Linked DNA regions of Zea mays: all the other regions are linked to region 2. Evidence: chromatin contacts called from public Hi-C data. All regions are on one chromosome and are shown on one strand. The core of a region is the stretch at or near the end of the contact, and the rest is flanking DNA. Distances in the headings are between cores, read along the strand shown.

What was found. A called contact is a pair of places that touch in the nucleus more often than the background predicts.
Region 1: a Hi-C map of endosperm shows a contact between it and region 2, with 2.2 times the contacts expected there. The contact joins the promoter of LOC100277746 here to the promoter of LOC100384601 in region 2. A contact is called at or near these places in 2 of 25 Hi-C or Micro-C datasets (bundle sheath and endosperm).
Region 3: a Hi-C map of bundle sheath shows a contact between it and region 2, with 2.4 times the contacts expected there. The contact joins the promoter of LOC107546758 here to the promoter of LOC100384601 in region 2. A contact is called at or near these places in 3 of 25 Hi-C or Micro-C datasets (bundle sheath, endosperm and leaf mesophyll).

What each region holds. Positions count from the first base shown.
Region 1 is chr2:182,401,159-182,405,463 of Zm-B73-REFERENCE-NAM-5.0, reverse strand. It overlaps LOC100277746, which reads right to left and starts at 2,005. Exons shown (of 1, transcript NM_001151238.1): 1 at 1,269-2,005. The coding sequence starts at 1,863. The coding sequence ends at 1,540.
Region 2 is chr2:182,262,916-182,267,414 of Zm-B73-REFERENCE-NAM-5.0, reverse strand. LOC100384601 reads left to right here and starts at 2,420. Exons shown (of 1, transcript NM_001398818.1): 1 at 2,420-3,874. The coding sequence starts at 3,124. The coding sequence ends at 3,792.
Region 3 is chr2:182,098,318-182,102,941 of Zm-B73-REFERENCE-NAM-5.0, reverse strand. LOC107546758 (trehalose-6-phosphate phosphatase2) reads right to left here and starts at 1,964. Exons shown (of 6, transcript NM_001322791.1): 1 at 1,456-1,964; 2 at 1,261-1,332; 3 at 1,065-1,169; 4 at 821-982; 5 at 292-609; 6 at 1-81. The coding sequence starts at 1,887. The coding sequence ends at 16.

The DNA.
Region 1 (4,305 bases), core at 756-3,255, 140 kb before region 2:
GGCCTGCGAGTATAGGTGTACATTTGGGCCGGGCCTGATGGGCCGGCCCGAAGCACGGAAAAAAAGCACGGCCCAGGCACGGCCCGATCCAAAATAATTTAGTGCTGGGCCGGCACGACCCGTTATATCGGGCCGGGTTTGGGCCGAGGTCACGGCCCATGGGCGGGCACGAGCACGACCCGTTTAAGGCAGGCACGAAATGGCCCATGTAGAGGCACGAAAAGGCCCATATATTTATTAAAACCACACTTCATTATACACTTTCATATACTTGATAAAGAACACAAAGCTAGAGATAATGCTAGTTAGATGTTTTTTATAGCTTTGAATTAGAGTGTGTGATGTAATTTTACTTTTCTTATGAACATTAGACAATAAACTGAACTTACGAACTTTGTATAGAGCTGATTATACTCTTTTTCCTTCTAACAAAATGATTTATAAACGAGGTAGTCATTGCGTAGCTGTGGTAACTTTAATACAAAAATTAAGTTTGATTTTGTTCAAATTTATTTCTCTTATCTTTTATTTGTTTTATTATTTTTTTGAATTTAGGGCTCTAATGTGAATTTTGGGCCAAAAACTGAATTTCAGGCCAAAAATCGAATTTCAGGCTAAAAATTAAATTTCGGGCTTTTATAATTTCGGACCGCCCGAAATGAGCCCGACACGTTTAAGCAATTACGGGCCGGGCCATGTGCCAAGGGTTAGGCCCATGGTCCGGCCCGGTACGGCCCGAAATTCAAACGGGCCGGGCTGAAATTCAAACAATACGGGTCTTTTCGGGCTTGGACCGGGCCGGACTGGGCCGGGCGACCCGAATGTACACCTATACCTGCGAGCGTGTTTGTGGGTGCTAGATGGTGGTGGTGGTCTGGCGGCCGTGCGGCGGGAAAGATGTGGTTTTCTTGTGAACAATGAAAAGAAAATGTAATAAACAAGGGGTGAGCGAGTTGAAGGAATTTTGGAACTTATCAATTTTATACTGTAATTAATTGTGTGGTTGTCAGTTATTTTTATTCCAATTTTATACCGATATTGTAGCGTTCCCTCTACTTGTCTTGCATGGAGTAGGCTAACTTGATTCTGCGCTTGTTGTTTACTTTGGAAGGTTCTTTGTTAATGTCAATCCACTCATTACAAATAGTTGACGTGTTATATTTGTGGTTTCTGCAACCACTTATGAGAGTGATTTTTTAAAAGCAACAAATAACGAAAAAATAACTAGAGAATTATATATGTGCGCCTGCACATACTCCAACGAATTGTGCAGAAAATTGCCGTAAACTGATATTATTATTATAATAAAATTACAACCAATATGCCTCTCTTTAGATGGAAATTAACCCTAATTAAGCAAGAGATCTACGAGCAAACTTGAAAATACATTAAAGATCCGGTTAGCTGCTGGAAGGACCGAGAGACTGCCATCGATCTATCTAGTAAAAAACAAAGAGCTGGATTTGATCAAAACAGTTAGAAAATGCTTAGAATGCTTGTTTTAAAACAAGCATATATGCCCTAGCAGACACTGTGCATTCAGGCATTCTGGTCGTCGTTGTCCTGTTTGGTGATGTATTGTCGTCTCGCCTTGGCGGCCACGGCTTTGGCCCAGAGCTTGAGCTTCTCCTTGACGTCGTCCTCCCGGCCGTGGCCTGGGCGCCGGGCCCTCGTGCTCTGCTCGCGCCCGAACGCCAGCACCATGTCCAGCGGCACCACCGTCTCAACGAAGGCCTCGAAGGCGCGCAGGTGCTCCGGCGGCGTGTCCTGGTCGTCGTCGTGGAAGGCGCGGTCGTCGTACCGCGCCCAGTCGACGTCCGCCATTGCCAGCGTCTCAGTGGACGGCCTTCTGATCATGGACATTGCGGTCGCGCGCGCGGTAGGCGTTGCTGCTGGCTAGCTGCTGCTTGTGGTCGACGCACGTATCCCGGTGGATGATGGTGTACGCTGTTCTAAGGGTCGTGTCGTGTACTCGTGTGTAGCAGCTAGCACGAATCGATATGATAATAATAATAATAATACAACACACGCCCGATTTGTATTTATAGTGGTTGCGATTTGACGGTGACACGATATGCATGAGAAGCTTAAGCAGCAGTAGACAAGACTCGATGGGATTTAATTCACGGACGGCGCGTGGACTTGGAACTGTAGCACGTTTCCAAATCGGAGTACCGATCGAGTACGTACGTTGTTCATGTGTGACACGTGACTCTATTTTCGTACGTGCGTACGTCACGGTGCGGTGCGTTCATTCCTACGCAGCACGCAGCTAGGCAGCACCTGCTGACAGCTCGTGTATATATAAAGTATTCAGCTGTGACGTTCGTAATCGTGTACGCGCGTGTGCAAACGTTCCCCGCACGCGGTACAGATGTGCTGCTGTGCATGCGTAGCTTTTGGTTTTCAATGCACTTATGAACAGCACGGCCAGGTGACACCACCAGAATCGCGTTCTTTGTTGACTGTCGACCCTCGGCAAAAGATATTTTACACTCGACAAATATTTTATCGGCAAAAGATTATTTACCGAGTACATTTTTTCGCACACTCGATAAAGAATTTGCCGAGTGTCGAAAAGCACTCGAAAAAGAAAAACACTCGACAAATTAAGAATCGAAAAAATATAAAAACAGTAAAATATTTTTTAAAATTATAGGAACAACTCTAGCCCTATCATTTTTACTAGCCCTATCATTTTTACTATTATTTCGAAACAAATTTATATGTTTTGTGAATAATGAAATTCGAACTCGTAACCTCTCTCTCGCGCATACACTCCTATACCACTACACTACTAAACCAATTATACCTATATTACGTTTTTATTCCCCATGTAATATAACAAACCGAGAGTAATTTGATTTTTAAAGCAATAAATGAGTTCATTTGAAAATGTAACCAACTATAAAGTTGCATAACTTTTTAAGATCTACAAGTTATATTTTAATAGTTTCTACATCCGAGACCGTTTACAAAATTTGAATTTTAAATTTGAAAACTTCACGCGAATTTTTCAATGATAAGATGATTTTCAAATCAAAACGTTGTCAATTACAAAGTTTCATTACATTTCAAGACCTACAACTTTTATTTTGGTGGTTTTCCCATTCGAGATAGTTTGAAAAATTCAAAATTCAAACATAGTTTTGCATAACAAGATCATTTCAAACCAAAACATTGTCAACTACAAAGTTTTATAACTCTTTAATACCTACAACTTTCATGTTGGTGGTTTTTTCTTTCGAGGTCGTTTTCAAAATTCAAAATTTAAATTTTTTAAAGTCAGACGTAGTTTTCGTTGACAATATGACTTCAAATGAAAAAGTTGTCAACTATAAACTTCGATAACTTATCAAGATCTACAAAGTTTATTTTGGTTGTTTGGTCATTTGTTCATCTCACATGATGATTCTAACAATATGCACAAATTCTATATATCTCTCTCGTAGTTTCATAAACTACGAGAGAGATACAGGTTTTATGGACAAATTTATTTTTATTTTGTCATATGAAGAAATGTTCAATATATAAATTGTACATCATGATGAGTTATACAAATTTGTAGTTGAAAACTTTTTCATTTGAATTAATTTACTGCTTTAAAATGTGATTTTTAAATTGTCTTTGCCTAGTGTTGGAAAAAAAGCACTCGGCAAAGAGCTCTTTGCCGAGCGTTGTATTTCTGACACTCGGCAAATAGCTCTTTGCCGAGTGTCAAAAATAAAACACTCGGCAAAGAGCTTCTTGGCCGAGTATTTTCTTTTACCAAGAGTTTTTTGTGTGGTACTCGACAAAGAGATTTTTTGCCGAGTGCCCGAAAAAAAACACTCGGCAAAGAATTTGGCACTCGGTAAAGAGCCAAATTCCGGTAGTGTCAGTTGTCACGTACGTACGAAACCAGTGGAAATATTTTGCTTATATCGACTTGAATATCTCTCCTTATTAGCATGTATCATGTCATGCTTGCTTTGATATTTAAACAAAATATGTGATGTTAAAAAATTCTATTAATTATTGAGTCATCTTTGTTTGTGTAACATCGCTATTCTCCTTCGTGGAATAGTGGCTAGTGAAAACTACATGACAAATCTCCAATGTCAGAAAATAAGGATAAACCGACACTCAGGGTGCGCTTGGTTTGTAGGTTCAGCTGTGAGTTATGAAAAATTTGCTATGCGCACCTGAGAACCAGGTACCCAAAGACGGCACGCCAAGCCGACCGACCCGACCATCGAGTGACCCGACGAGACGGGATTGTCGACCAACCCGCCCGCCGAACAAATGTTGTCAAGAAACCCAGCG
Region 2 (4,499 bases), core at 1,171-3,670:
TTATTTGTTGAGTGTCAAACTTTATATCTATATATCAAATTGTTTACCAAATTTACTATAAAATTATATGTACATTAGATAGAATTCTACATGAAAATTTTGTTGCGGCACACCCTATATAAAAATTCTAGGTCCGCCATTGACAATAGACGACCCAGCTAGGAGCCGAATCACCCCGGAACGGTGAAAGCAGGGGAGATGCATGGATCTGCCCTTTGCGGACGAGCTAATCATGCCGTCGCTCGTTGCATCAATCATACGACGTGCGCTTTACATCTGGGCGATGGTTAGTGTTAGGCGCTGGTTTCGTCAGGTAGTAATCACTGCCACCGATCCAACCAATGCAGCGCCTAATCATCGATCTAGATGATTACTCATTCACCCCCGGTCGATCTCCTCAAAAGTTGCACACACCTAATGATATCTTAGCTTTGTTAAAGAGAGAGAAAAAAAAGGAAATAAAACAATTGGTGTCACTTTCATGGCAGGTAACCGTAAAACTTCGAGCTAGAATATTACGCTAGAACGTTGCCACTAACTAGTACGGGAGCATGCCTGAACAACAATAATGTGAAACCAGATGATTCCGGAGAGGTGATCAATCATTATATGTTTATTATCTTTTTTTTGTTTAGGGGAAAAAAGGTTACAGATACTTAGCTAGAACTAAAGAGTAGATAGCGTGGTACCGTGCACACGTACTGGTGACGTACGTAGACATGGACGACGTGAAGCTTGAGAAAGCGCCGAGTGTGATTCTTTAGCAGCTAGCTATACAGCCTATACTAGTAATGTGGCTTAGGATATAAAGACTTGTACGAATTGCAATCAAGCCATCAAGTGCAGAGATCAAATGCGATCCCGTCTTGAATGTAGAATCCAAACGGAGCTGACAGCGCCCATGGGTCTGATGAACGCGAGAGAGAGAGAGAAAAAAAGTACCTGTCCATCTGAGTGCAATCGAGTGCAGGGAAGGGCGGGGACACATGCAACAACTGGTTACCCCACACCTCCCTCCATTCCTCCTACGGCCTAACCTAGCTGATGGCCCCCGAAAAACACATCACGTGCTACCAAAAAAAAACCTGGCACGGATTTAAAAAGATCCACATCGGCATATCGCCTCCCTCACACACACACACACTCATCAGTGACAGTGAGCCGTGGCGATTGAGGGTCGCGGGTTGATTAGGACCGTGACGGCCCATCACGTGCTGCGATCGTTTTTTTTATTAATGCATGCCGCGGCTAGCACGGCCAGCCCGCGGGAGGTACACGCCACACGCGCGCGCACTCCCATTGGTCTCCTCCCCAGACCCCCATCCCCTCCTTCCTTCTCTCCTAATCCCCTCCCCGGCCCCCAGCCCCCCACCAATCAATATCCATCTTCGTCTTCCTCCCTCCATCTCTCAACGAACCGATCGCTCTCGAGAGTGGGGTGGGGTGGTTAGCGTTAGCTACTTCGCTTCCATCCAAGAACCATCCATTCCGAAGCCGGTAGGCGACCGCCACCGCCGATCTATCGCTTTCCGACTTTTTTTGTAGCCAAGCGTCTCCCCGCCCTTGCAGTCGCCGTCGGCTCCTTTGGGAGCGCGCGGCGCCTTCGCGTGCAAGTAGCGGCAGGTGCGGTTTGCATGTACACGCAGACGAGAACTAGTACGTATGCATCGGCAGTTTGGTGAGCGACGGTTGGGACCGGTGGAGCTACTAAATTCGCAGCCAGGAGGGAAACTTGGCGCCGGAAATCTCGCCGTCAATCGCTGCCGGCCCGCCGCCGGTGGGGATTACTTGTTTGCACTCATGTTTGGGACCGGGCCCCCGGGATTACGCACCAAATAAAACGGAATCGGCGCGGCGAGCTCGACAGCAACTGCAGCTTCGACTCGTGCACAGTGCCGGCGACAACACATGACGCTGGAGAGCACTGGCTGGACAACAAGTAGCTTGTACACCTAGTTGCTTTGGCATTGAAATTGCCTCTCTCTCTCTCTCTCTCTCTCTATGTGTGTGTGTGTGTACGACAGTATCTATGATGCATTATTTCATTTGCACGTCTAAATCGTGTGTGATTATAACTCAAGAATCTAATCTAAAGTGAGATCATGCCGATGATGAGCTACGTTTTTAATGTACAAAGGGGGGCTACAATAACTGCATCATCAGCAAACAAGTGATTAATAAGTAATAAAAGGTATAAGGCCAAAAGGCTAATCAGACCTTTGTTTGTTATGCATGGCGGATTTGGCTTTGGTTCGTCTCCGTAGGCGGCCCCGTACCTCAGCAAAGCATGCATCCCCTACTCCGATGTACAAATCCACGGATCCAGGCCCTCGCCCCGTCCCGGCCTTCCGGGAGCGCCGGCACCGCCGTCGGGTGGCTTGTCGGCGCTGGCTGCGCCCGGTGACGAGGTGGCGGCCGCGCCGGCGTGGGAGTAGTTCAGCTTGCAGCTGCCGCCCGCGACCACGCCCGACAGCTCGTCGCCGCCGTGCCCGTGGACGTCGCTCCTTGGGTGGTGCAAGTGCAGGCCCTCGGAGCCCAAGAGTCCGCCGTGAAAATCCGATGGCGACGGCGCCGGATCGTGCAGTCTGGACGCCGCCTGCCCGAATCCACCGTCCGCCGCGCCGAAAATGGACTGCGTTGACGGCTGCGAGTCCAGGAGGTTCTGGAAGGAGAGGTAGCTGCTGCTGGGGTCCTGCAGCCGGAGAAGCGCCGAGGACGTCAGCTGCTGGAAGGTGTCGGGCGCGACAGGGTTGGAGGGTGCGGCGGCCGTGCCCGTCGGGGCACTGGCATTGGCGGCGCCTAGGTTGGATGAGGACAGCGTGGACGACGACGACGACGACGAAGACGCCGTCGTGAAGGGCGGGAAACTGGAGGACACGGTCGGGAGCTTGTGTGGGAAAGGGCGCAGGAGGTACGGCGGCAGCGAGGCCGTGGCGTCCGCGGCGGAGCGCAGGGAGGAAGGCGGGGAGAAGATGTGGTCGAAGCGGGTGCGGAGCGACGCGGCGGGGCCCCCGACCCCGACGCCCGCGCCGAAGGGCGGGGACGGGATGCCCGTGAACTCCTGCACCATGGCGCGGAAGTTGGAGGTGTCGGTAGTGAGCACCGTCGTGGGCGCCCGCCGCGATGCGCGCGTCCGCTTCCGCGACCCCCTCGGTGGCTGCGCGAGCGCGCCCATCGCGGCGCCCTGCCCCGGCGCCGGCGCCGCCGCCACGGTCGCGTCACCAGCCTGCTGGCGCCCGCCCGAGCCCGAGTCGGGTTGCGCGACGAGCGGGGACGAGGAGGAGGATAGCCCCGAGGTACCGGCGAACGACCCAGATGACCAGGTACCCGCCTGCTGCTGCGGCAGCGGCAGCGGCGGCGCGGACGTCAGCTCTTGGAGGCCGAAGTAGGAGCCGTGGAGCGAGAACGCGGCGGCCGAGGGGGACGGCGACGGGCGGAGCAGTGCGGAGAGCGGAGAGGAGTCGACGCCCCCTCCACCGCCGCCGGCCCGCGAGTCGAACTCGTCGTCGCCGCCGCTGGACGACTGGAGGCTCCCGCTGTTGCCGGAGTCCATCGGGACGCCACCGCAAAGCGCGAACCCACCAACCCTTGGCTTCCCCTCCACTCCCTCTCCTGCCCCGCTTCCTGGTGGTGCAACTCCCCAAAAACAACCAACAACCACCACAAGGAGCTAAAAAGGCCGGATCTTCCACTCCGGGACTCGCTGATCAAGGAGGGACGAGTGGCAGGCGCAGAAAGAGGAGAAGCTTTGCGTCGGGCCGGCGACGCGGTATAAAAAGGGGAGGGGAGTAGTAGAAGAGATCGGTGAGGGAAGCGAGAGCAGGAGAGGAGAGGAGAGGAGGGGAGGAGACGGCTGCTGCTTCGGAGCACGTTCCCGTAAAAGGGACGGCGACTGACTGACGGGCGGGACGGGCCGGTCCGGAGGAAGCTATCGTTGGTTTGGTCTGGTATGTTGCTGTGCGCGAGTGCGACCTGGCTGGCCGGGACCGGGAGTGCGTGCGTGGTGTCCGGGACTCCTCCGGGTCTGGGGAACAGCGTCGCTCCTCGCCCAGCCCATAATTGGTCGCCGGGGGAAAAGGAAAAGGAGCGGAGAAAAGGCTGCGTGCGCGGCAGCTGACGACGGGCCCGCTGGCTGCCATCCACGGGCTTGTTCCCGTCTGGTCTGCCCGCCACCGCCAGTTTGTCCCCGGGCCAGGGCCTTCGTCGACTGGTCATTGTAGCTAGCTTGCAGTGCCCACCAATGATGCGAAGCAACATGTATCTCTGCTGCTAGGCAAACATTAGCTCACACAAAAGTTAAGCTGACACTTAAAGTAGAATAATCTAATTCTTTTTTACTTTTTAACTGCAAAACAAGACACTATGTATATGCAAACATCCGTCTACTGAATATGAGATAAATAAATAAAAAAACACCAACATATATAACAACTCTGCCTAGCTAGGTTTATTTCCTTCATCTAACAAAGCCACTTACCACAGATAATTTTGACACGCCA
Region 3 (4,624 bases), core at 715-3,214, 160 kb after region 2:
GTTGCGTCGATCGTCTCATTGCGTCCGACTCAGCCTGGAGAGGCGCTTCCACTCGACGAGCCGCAGCAAGAACTCCATCACCTGCGCGTCCACGAGCAAAAAAAAAAAAAAAAAAAAAAAAAAAAAAAAAAAAAAAAAAAAAAAAAAAAATCAGCGACGGCGGCGGAGTAGCAGGCGCATTAATTGGCGGCTGCACAGGACGACCGAAAGGGACAGTAGTGGTGGAGGAGGACGCGAGATGTGGACGTAGACACGGGCGGGGTCGGAACAGATAGATAGATAGAGATGCACCTCGGCGGGCTCCTGGAGCGAGTAGGAGGCGCTGGTCTCCTTGGGGTGCTTGGACACCAGGATGCCGACGCCTTGGCCCTGGCCCCGGCGCCGCAGCGCCCTGAAGGCGTCCTCGTCGGTGCGGTCGTCGCCGATGTACACGGGCAGGACGTTGGTGCAGCCCGCGAAGCCGAGCGACTCGAGCAGGAACTCGAGCGCCTTGCCCTTGTCCCACTTGATGGTGGGCCGCACCTCCAGCACCATCCGCCCCTGCGTCAGCCGCAGCCTGGGGTACTCCCGCAGAACGCCCTTCACCGACTCCCACAGCTCGCCCCACATCTGAACACCATCGATCGAATCGACCATAGATCATCATGTCAGTTAGGACGATGCGTCTCGTAGCTTATTTATTAGGTCTAGTGTTTGCCAATGGAGGGCGTATAGCAGCAATACGCACAAGTGGAGGGGGGCACGGGGGCGAGAGCAGCCAGCCAGATAAAGCTGAAAACGACGGCTGTTTTGGCTAATTATTGCGGGCGGGCGGGCGAACCTTTTCGTCGACGCATCTGAAGTGGACGGAGACGCAGAACCTGTTGTTCTCCACCTTGGCCCCGGGTATGCTGCGCGTCGTCTCTACCAGGCGCTCGTGCACAGCCTCTATCATGGGCAGGAACTCGCTCGCCGTTGCCGGTTGGAACAGGACTCCTTTTGCCTGTTAATTTGGTTCGATTCGGTTGTATAAAAGTTAATAAAGTTACAACAATGGATGAATAAGCTAGGCGATGATGTGTCACCTTGGCCTTCTCGTGCCGGGAAGAAGAGGCCTTGGCCGGACCCTTGATGTCCATGCCGTGGCTGCCGGCGTAGTAGAGCTCCGCCAGCTTCACGAACCCGAACACCTGCATGCATGCGTCGGAAGACCCCTCTCGGTTAGTTAGTTGCTGTTGTCAGTTAGTATATATGATGCAGTGAGGTGGGTGGGGTGGGTACCTTGTCGCGGCACCGGCCGCTCACGATCGCCGTCGGGAAATGCTTGGCGACGCTACGCACGGCCATCCGCATCTGCTTGGCCAAAACCAACAAGCTCTCGTGAGCATGAGCAAGTGAGCAGCATCGACCGACCACCGAACAGCAGGTACGCAACTAACTTACTAACGCGCTAGCTAGCTGGTTCGGCCTGCTCACCGTCTCGCTCATGAAGGCGGCGTCGGGGTCGTCCACGATGGGCGACAGCGTGCCGTCGTAGTCCAGGAACATGACGATGCGCCTGCCCTCGGACGCCGCCACGATCCTCTCGAACTTGCCCAGCGCCGACGGGTGCCGCGCCATCCAGGCGGCGCGCTCCTCCTCCTCGTCGGCGCCGGCGCCGGCGAGCGCGGCTGCGGCCCTGGCGTGCGTGGGCGACGACGCCCGCATGGACTCCACGCCCCAGCAGGCGCCGCCGCCCACCTCCGCCTGCAAGCACTTGCGGCGCACGGCGGCGGCTGCGATCCCGCTGGCGCCGCGCGGCGGCGGGTACGGGAACAGCGTCGTCCCCGGGCAGGGGCACGAGCACGACGCCTGCGCTGGGACGCCGGAAGCCTCCGCCACCGCCACGCTCGGCTTCGCCATCGGCATCCGATCGGTCGGTCGACGGCGATCAGAGGCTGGCTGCAGATTGGAAAGGAATGATTGGTGTTGTCGTCGTGGATGCGTTGAGGAGACTAGGCGGGAGGATCGCAGCTCGCTTTTTTTTATAGATGCGGCCTGCGGGAGGGGAGGCGACGGGGTGACGCGGATCCGGCGTGGGCCACTGCGGGCGGCCTTGGCCGAGTCCGGCCCAGCTCGGCGCCAGGTGCACGTGCCGGGCCCGCCGCGGCGCATACGTGTAGGCCTCAAGCGCGTGACGTCCTTTGGCGTTTCCTTCGTTCCACGACAAGGCTCTCGTTATTACGCTAGCTGTTTGCTATTGCGCAGGCCGAGCTTTACAGCTCCGTTTTCTTTTTGTCTTGGTGGGCTGAAGCACGTGCCTTTCTTATTCGTTTTCTGCTCCAGGTTTGGTTTCGAATCGCAGTTTCCTGACCTGGATATATAAAATATCCATGAAAATTATTTGGTTTGTAAACTTTGGTTTAAAACAAGTAAACACCACGGCGGCGGTTTCAGGTTCCAAGGTTCATTCCTTACTCGATCCTTTTGATACCAAATTAGCATCCATCTAGAAAATGCGGATTGGACTCCAAAAGCTCAATTGGACCTTTGTTGATGACTAGCAGAGATGGAGCCCTAAAAAATTTTCAGGAGTGGTCGTACTAAACCGCTACCACCACACAATCTTACTAAACCACCTATGATAAACAAATATAATAGTTTAAAGTAGCCGTATATTAAAACATCGATGGACAATAAAAATCATAAAATACATACAGAGAAATATAGGATGCCATTTTTAAGAGGGCTTTATGGAGCTCTATGAGCAATAGGGGCTAGGGGGGCTTCAGTCTCACCCGCCCTGCAACTGCCACCGTCCCTAATGATTATATTTAGACTTGGATAGTTGAAATCCAGCTGTAAATAGGGACATGCTTTTACCGACTTTGTACAATTAATCTTCACAACACCTAGGGACATGGTTTTACCGACTTTGGAGGTGAATTTTGAAGCTTGCAAATGATATTTGTCGGCGTTTTGACCCCGGGGTCCCTGGACCGACGAGTAAATTGTCGCCGCGTGCCCCAGCCCAGATGGGTCGGCGCGAGACGAAGCGCGAAGGGGGGAAAAAAGCCGGAGGGAGGCAGGCGTAAAAGGGGAAACCCGCGGCCTTCGTGTTTGTCCCGCGCCCAGGTCGGGTGCGCTTGCAGTAGGGGGTTACAAGCGTCCGCGTGGGAGGGAGCGAGAGGCTTACGCGCGCGCCGTCCCGTCCTTCCCCGCGCGGTCAACCCTCTGTAAGAGGGCCCTGGACCTTCCTTTTATAGGCGTAAGAAGAGTGTCCAGGTGTACAATGGGGGATGTAGCAGTGTGCTAACGTGTCTAACAGAGAGGAGCTAGTGCCCTAAGTACATGCCGTCGTGGCAGCCGGAGAGGTTTTGGCACCCTGTTCGTGTGGTGTCGTGGCCGTCGGAGGAGCGCTGGAGCCTGGCGGAAGGACAGCTGTCGGGGCTGTCGAGTCCTTGCTGACGTCTTCTTGCTTCCGTAAGGGGGCTGAGTGTCGCCGTCGTCATGGAGCATGCGGGGCACCATCATTATTTGTTTTACCGGGGCGAGCCAGATGGGACGCCGGTCTTGTTCCCCGTAGCCAGAGCTAGCTAGGGGTAGGGTAATGATGGCTCCCCCTGTGGCGTGGTCGGTCCAAGCCCTAGGTTGGGCGAGGCGGAGGCTCCTCCGAGGTTGAGGTTGAGTCTGTCTTCCAAGGTCGAGGTCGAGTCCGAGCCCTGGGTCAGGCGAGACAGAGACCGTCGGCTGAGGCCGAGGCCGGGTCTGAGCCCTGGGGTCGGGTGAGGCGGAGTTCGTCGTCTTCCGGGGCCGAGCCCGAGTCTGAGCCCTGGGATCGGGCGAGGCGGAGTTCGTCGTCTTCCGGGGCTGAGCCCGAGTCCGAGCCCTGGGATCGAGCGAGGCGGAGTTCGTCGTCTTCCGGGGCTGAGCCCGAGTCCGAGCCCTGGGGTCGCGCGAGGCGGAGTTCGTCGTCTTTCGGGGCTGAGCCCGAGTCCGAGCCCTGGGGTCGGGCGAGGCGGAGTTTCCTGTGGCGCCCGAGGCCGGTCTTGGCTGCTGTCAGCCTCACTCTGTCGAGTGGCACATCAGTCGGAGCGGCGCAGGCGGCGCTGTCCTCTTGTCAGGCCGGTCAGTGGAGCGGCGAAGTGACTGCAGTCACTTCGGCTCTATCGACTGAAGGGCGCGCGTCAGGATAAGGTGTCAGGCCATCCTTGCATTAAATGCTCCTACGATACGGTCGGTCGGCGTGGCGACTTGGCCAAGGTTGCTTCTTGGCGAAGACTGGGCCTCGGGCGAGCCGAAGGTGTGTCCGTTGCTGGACGGGGTCCTCGGGCGAGACGTAAATCCTCCGGGGTCGGCTGCCCTTGCCCGAGGCTGGGCTCGGGCGAGGCGAGATCGTGTCCCTTGAGTGGACCGAGCCTTGACTTAATCGCACCCATCAGGCCTTTGCAGCTTTGTGCTGATGGGGGTTACCAGCTGAGATTAGGAGTCTTGGGGGTACCCCTAATTATGGTCCCCGATAGTAGCCCCCGAGCCTCGAAGGGAGTGTTAATACTCGCTTGGAGGCTTTTGTCGCACTTTTTTGCAAAGGGACCGGCCTTTCTCGGTGGCGTTTTGTTCCGGTGGGTGCGCGCGAGCGCACCCGCCGGGTGTAGCCCCCGAGGCC